Linked DNA regions of Capra hircus: region 2 is linked to region 1. The links are chromatin contacts, called in public Hi-C maps. All regions are on one chromosome and are shown on one strand. The core of a region is the stretch at or near the end of the contact, and the rest is flanking DNA. Distances in the headings are between cores, read along the strand shown.

What was found. A called contact is a pair of places that touch in the nucleus more often than the background predicts.
Region 2: a contact with region 1 is called in a Hi-C map of blood, with 1.9 times the contacts expected there. The contact joins two enhancer-like sites. A contact is called at or near these places in 2 of 5 Hi-C or Micro-C datasets (both in blood).

The regions. Positions count from the first base shown.
Region 1 is chr26:5,490,889-5,494,014 of ARS1.2, forward strand. All of the region lies in intron 23 of DOCK1 (dedicator of cytokinesis protein 1), which reads right to left. Among named protein-coding and RNA genes, the nearest start is that of FAM196A, 110 kb to the left of the region's middle. Within about 2 kb of position 1,458, at least 1 of the 5 cell types and tissues checked has an H3K27ac peak or open chromatin away from gene starts, as enhancers often do.
Region 2 is chr26:5,630,934-5,634,059 of ARS1.2, forward strand. All of the region lies in intron 1 of DOCK1 (dedicator of cytokinesis protein 1), which reads right to left. Among named protein-coding and RNA genes, the nearest start is that of DOCK1, 37 kb to the right of the region's middle. Within about 2 kb of position 1,633, at least 2 of the 5 cell types and tissues checked have an H3K27ac peak or open chromatin away from gene starts, as enhancers often do.

The sequences.
Region 1 (3,126 bases), core at 208-2,707:
AGTCAGACACGACTGAAGCGACATAGCAGCAGCAGCAGCAGCAGTTGTTAACTACTGAGCCCGTGAGCTGCAACTACTGCAGTCCGAGTGCCCCAGAGCCTGTGCTCTCTAACAAGAGAAGCCACTGCAATGAGAAGCCTGCACACCGCAGTTAAAGAGAAGCCCCCATGAGCAGCAATTAGAGAAAGCCCACGCACAGCAACAGACACCCAGCACAGCCAAAAATAAAATGCAAATACATAAATAATTTGTAAAAAAAAAAAGTCTGCACAACAGACTTATCGGTGCCTTTTCCCCCAACGGTTATCCCGTCCTTCAATGCCAGCCAGGTCAAGGAATCCCAACTCCCCGCTTCGAGAGGCAACTTCTGAAAAGAACCTTAAATGGAAACAATTTCATTCCTGTTTCTGAAGTTCTGCTTCAACTACCTTGGAGTTGCTTTGAAAAACTGAAAGACATTTATTGTGACATTTAATAATAAACGTTTGCACAGCTGAGCGCTCAGGCCTGAAACTGTCTTGTCTAGTTTGTGAGGGTCCCCGGTGGGTGAGGACCCATCAGCACCACGATTTTCATCCTGAACCCCACGAAGCAGCATCTGCCTGCAGCAGGTGATAAATACCAGCTCACAAAGACCAACAGACAGCGGCAAACAAGGCAGGCCTTCGTGGTCCACCCTCGGCTGCCCAGGGCTCCCAGGGAACCACGTTAACCAGGCTCCCGAGGGCTCCGCCACCTGACGTCACAGCGACACCCACAGAGGGCAGGCCAGACCCACTGTGACCCCCAAATGCTGGTTAACAGGGCATCCTGCCGGGTGACCTGGATCCCAGGGAAGTCACGTCTCACAGTTCGTGAGGATGACAGAGGTCAGAGAAGAACATAAACCCACATCGGTCCTGGATAACACAACAAGGACGGGCAGACAGAACGACGTGAAGGCAGGGGGTGTCTCCTCCGCACCCCATCTCCAGCTCCCCATCTCTGGTGGTCCCGGGCTCCACGCCACCCTTCACTTTGCCGTGGTGACCACTTCAGCCTCTCTCTCCTCCAGCCCAGGATCCCAGCCCCTCCCGACTCAGCTCACCGCCTTCAGAGGAAATCAAAACCCTCAGGAAAAATGGGACGCGTGGCCCTGTCCACCACTCAAGCCGAAACAAGTCTGCCCAGACACCTGGCCTCTGCCCATGCCTCCAGGCGAAGGGAGGCAGCACCTGGCCCCACGGAGGGGACCCCCCCGCCCCACTGTCTGCTCAAGGGCCTCCTGTGTTTCCCGCCTTGCACTCTCCAGGGGGCCCAGTTCTCACCCCAGCGGCCCCTTCCAGTCACACGTGTGCACACCCTGAAACCACCCAGAGCCCCACGCCCCACACCTCCCTGCCCTGCACAGATGGTTCTCAAGCTGAGGGCTCAGTCCCGTCGCCCCGCAGGCTCCCTGCACCCGCCCTCAGCCGCCACCCCACCTCCATGCCGCCCAGGGCCCCGGGGATGCCAGGCCGGGCCCCAGGTGACTTCCCGTGACACTGCTGTGACCCCTCACCACCCGGGGCAGCCACCTTCCTGTGTCCCCTGCCCCTCACTTAAAGGTGGGTGTCCTAGCTGTCCTGTTCTAGAGTTTTCGCCTCTGTCCACAGACCCCCCCAGGAGGACCCCCTCCATCCAGCTTGACTCCTAGTGTCTGTCTCTGGGGTCACCTCTCTCCTGAGCATCACACACACAGATACCCAGCAGCTGCTGGGTTCAGGGCAGTCTCACAGAAGCTGAAACCCCCTGCCTCAGATGAGACCCCATCCCACGCCCTGATGTTCCAGGCTCAGGGCACTGCGTCCTGAAACCCCCAGGTCACAGCCTCCTGCTCTGTACTCCCTACAACCCACTTTGGGCCAATCACAGAGCCTGGTGGATCCTCCTGATCCCACATCCCTTGCCTTTACTGCTTTCTCCATTCTTAGAGCTCCCACCCTGGTCCAGGCTACTTCTGTCTCCCTCTGTCAGGAAGCACCCCCTCCCAAGGGAGCTCCCGCCAGCACTCTGAGCCCCTCAAGGTCACGGCTCACTCACAGCTGGAGCCACTTTCCTAAGAGGCAAGTCTAACTGACATCTGAGGGCAGTACTGCTCTGCTCCTGACAGCCCAGCAGCCTCCGAGGCTCTGGCCCCACCTCCTCCCTAGCTGTCCTGGTCGGCGGCCTCCAACTCCACCTGGTTGGCGACCCTCTCCAACCACGTGGAGCCTCTCCCAGTCTCCCCGCGTCCCGGGCCCCTCTGCTAACTCGCGGCTGTGCCCATGCTGCTCCCTCTTCCTGGGTCACTGTTCCCATCCCTCCTGTCCTTGCCCCAAACCTTGGTGACTGCTCGGTCCTTAGCTTAGCCATCGTTTTCTGCAAGGCACACAGATCCCAGGTTAGGCATCCAGAAATATTACTCAATGGGCCGCGTGTCTGTCTCCCCCAGACCAGGGCCCCACAGCTGTGGTCCACCCGAGGGCCCTGGACACAGTAGAATCCCCAGGACTCATGAACTGACAGCTGTTTAGTTGCTTAGCCGTGTCCGACTCTTTGCGACCCCATGGACTGTAGCCCCCTGGATTCTCCAGGTGAGAAAACTGGAGTGGGTTACCATTTCCTTCTCCAGGGCATCTCCCTGACCGAGAGGTAAACCCGCATCTCTTGGGTCTTCTGCTTTGGCAGGCAGATCCTTTATCGCTGAGCCACTAGGGAAGCTCCACTGACTGACAGACCTTTGCACAAAAGCACCTTCATCTTCAAGACTCTCTGCCTCTCTGCTTTCCAGGCACAGAAATGGGCCATGTCAGCTGATACACGAAATGTATCCCCTCCAGGCTGAGCAGCTGCCAGAAAAGGCAGGGTGAACCCTGAGGTCCCCCTACCCACCCCGGGCAGCCTAGGTCTCCTGAAAAAGCATGTGCCGTCACCCACTCTTGCTAAGGGCCCAGCCACCTTTGCTTTGCCCAGTTCTAATATTGGTTCTTTGACGAGATCTCTAAGTGTTTGGGTTTCTGCTTGCGCCTGCAGAAAAAGGCTCTGGGCTCCTTGGTGGAGTCCGGCTGCTCCACTGAATTCAGGTCTCTTTCAAGTGCACGGGGCTGCTGCTTCAAGAGCCCCTTG
Region 2 (3,126 bases), core at 383-2,882, 140 kb after region 1:
TTGAGACCCTGGGGAATCTTAGTGGCTCAGCAGATAAAGAATCTGCCTGCCAATGCAGGAGATGAAAGAGACATGAGTTTGATCTCTGTTGGGAATATCCCCTGGAGAAGGGCATGGCAACCCACTCCAGCACTGTTGCTTGGAGAATCCCATGGACAGAGGAGCCTGGAGGGTTACAGTCCATGACGTCACAAAGAGACAGACATGACTGAGCGACTGACACACACAAGACTCCACGGAGATCCAGCCTCTGGTCCAGGGTGCTGGCCATCAGCTGGAATCTTCCTGCTGCATCCTGGGCACTGGAGGGCCCTCTCCTATGCTCCAGCATGCCATCCCTGATCCTGCAGCAAGGAGCAAAGTTTTAACATGTGTATATAGTTCATATATATATATATGTGTGTGTGTTAGTTTTTAGTATCATTCCAAGAGATATAAGAGACCTGGGTTCAATCCGTGGGTCAGGAGGATCCCATGGGGGAGGGCATGGCAACCCACTCCAGTATTCCTTCCTGGAGAATCCCCATGGACAGAGAGGCCTAGTGGGCTACAATCCATAGGGTGGCGAAGAGTCGAACATGACTGAAGTGACTTAGCATACTAAATCAATAGGCTTCCCAACTGAACACCTTTCACACACTCACACATACTTAATCTATACGAGATATGTAATGCTTTTTTTTTTCCTTTTTTTAGCTTTTAAGCTAGGGAAGGTTGGCAATCCTTTCATCTTTAATAAGGAGCAGTGCTACCCTAGATAAATAGACTTAGATTTCTCATCTTTTTTAAAGAGTTTTAATTACGCTAAAGAAAAGACCACAACTGCAGCAAACTGTTTTCCACTCGGATCCTGAGTGGACGCTGGCTGCTTTCATTTCTTCCTCCCTTCCAGTATTATGAGCCTCTCAGAGTCAATGCTTGCAACGTCTCTTTGGACATGTGTACTCTTCAACAGACAGCATCACCATTGAGAAACAACGGAGAGCAGGACTGCAAACGAATGTCAGCTTTGTTGCCCCGCTGGCGGCTCTTCTGCGCTTGTCACTCTTTTAAATCTAACTTTGCACATGAAAACCCAACAAAAAATGCTATGTTCTTTAAGATTTGCAAATAAAAATACCTATGTGTATAGGTACCTGACTCTGCCTCATCTCCCCCTGAAGCACAGGGGGTTTCTCCCACCTGGTGCACAAGAGTAAAGGGTCTTCCCGTGGGCAGGTGGCCCCCACCCTGGAGCCTGGCGGGATGTGCAGTGGGCAGAGGTACAGTGTCAGGGAGGCGAGGTCACAGAGCCCTGCCCCTCAAGGTACCCCACCCCTGGCCAGGCAGGCGGGGGCTGCCAGCGCTCAGGATGTGGGCAGCCCTCCCAAAGGCTGCCTCCTGCACTGGGGATCACCTTGCCAGAAAATGCCTATGAGGACCTCCAGCCAGCGACAGGCTGACGCCAGGACACAGAAGGCCAAGCCTGTGTCTCAGTGGGGGATCCGATCCTGGTGCTTTTCCTGGGAGCTTCTTCCCCCGTCCTGTCTGCTTCCCCATGGCCCTTCAAGCCTCTCCCGAGAGCCAGCCCCGCCCCCGCAGCCAGCCCCATCAATCACTTGACCAGAATCCCATCCTCAGGCTCTGCTTCTAAGGTCCCAGCTTAGAAACGGGGCTACTCTTGACAAAGACGAAAGTACAACCTCACCACAGAAAATCTAAGTCCCACAGATTCCCAAAAGGAGAGAAAGTTCAAACCATGCGCCAAGAGGAAGTGAGAGAGAGGGAGGAGAGGAGACGGGCTGTGGGGCGAGAGAACAGAGCTCGACTTTCGACACAAACACAGAGACGTTAAGCAACTGGCATGCGGTCCCACAGCTCAAAAACAGCTGTGTCAGGGAAGCACAGCCCTAATCACCTCTCCCCAGAGCCTCGCAAGAGGGTCCAGACAATCTCTGCCAACCCTGTGTGCAAATGTTAAGACAGATGATAAGACGCAGCCTAAAACTCTACATGTGTGTCGATGACCATCAGCCAAAAGCAGCTGAGGCATTTTATTTCCTCATTCCATAGATCAGGAGTCAACAGCCACAGCCCCAAGGCCGGTCTGGCCTGCTGCCTGTTTGTGCAAAATAAAGTTTTATTATCCGCGGTAATAATGGGAGAGTTGAGTATTTGCCCCGAAGCACCCAAACCCCTGCTTTGGAGAATTGATCTGGGAAGACTCCAGGCCCAGGGAGCGTCTCACCCCATCATCCTCGGGTGACGAGCAGCCTGGGAGCACCTCCTTCCTCCCGCCGCGCCCCACAGGTTCCTTCCCAGGACCGGACAGGCAACCTGCTCAGATCCACACACTGGACAAGGACAAACCCCACCCGCCCCTCGGGAAGGAGAGCAGAACCCCTCCCCTCGCCCCAAAATGTGAGCACACTCAATGCAGGATATGTTATAACAAGATTTTTCTCCATGATGTAATCTCTGCCTCCAAGGGGCACCTCCCCGTCAGTCTCAGTGTCTGTACATTCAGGTCCTTCCTACATGGACCCCGACTGGGAACCGTGCTTCCTACACAGTCATCAAGGTGTGTGCAGGGAGTGTGCACCTCAGGGAGGAGACGTCACTGGGACCCCCCCCAAGGGGAGTCACAAAACTCAAGAGACTGGGACAGACAGATCTCCGAGACGTCCACCACGATCCCACCCACCGCAGGTCACCCGCGTGATCCCCTCCCTGTTGGCATCAGCTGGACCTCGGGATGGGCTTCCAAGCCAATAAATCACAGCAGGTGATGGATGTTGTGCCTGTGATGAGGTTACTAAAGGACTCTGGCTTTTGTCTCTCTTTTGGTGTGTATGTATCTGTCTGTCTGTCTCTCTCTCTCATTCACTTTGATAAAACCAACTGCCCCGTTTGAGCCGCCCCACAGAGAGGCCCACGCGGCAAGGTCTCCAGCTAAGAGCCACTGAGGGACCTGCCAACAGCCCCTGTGCACGCGTGGAAGTGGGTCCCCTCCCCACGGCTGAGCCAGGAGGTGCCTGGGCCTAGCCCGCAGCAGCCTCACCAGGGTGCCGGAGCTGGAGGACCTTGCAAAGCCACGTTCCTGACCCACAGGAATTAAGATAACAATCTGTGTTAGGCCACCAGGCT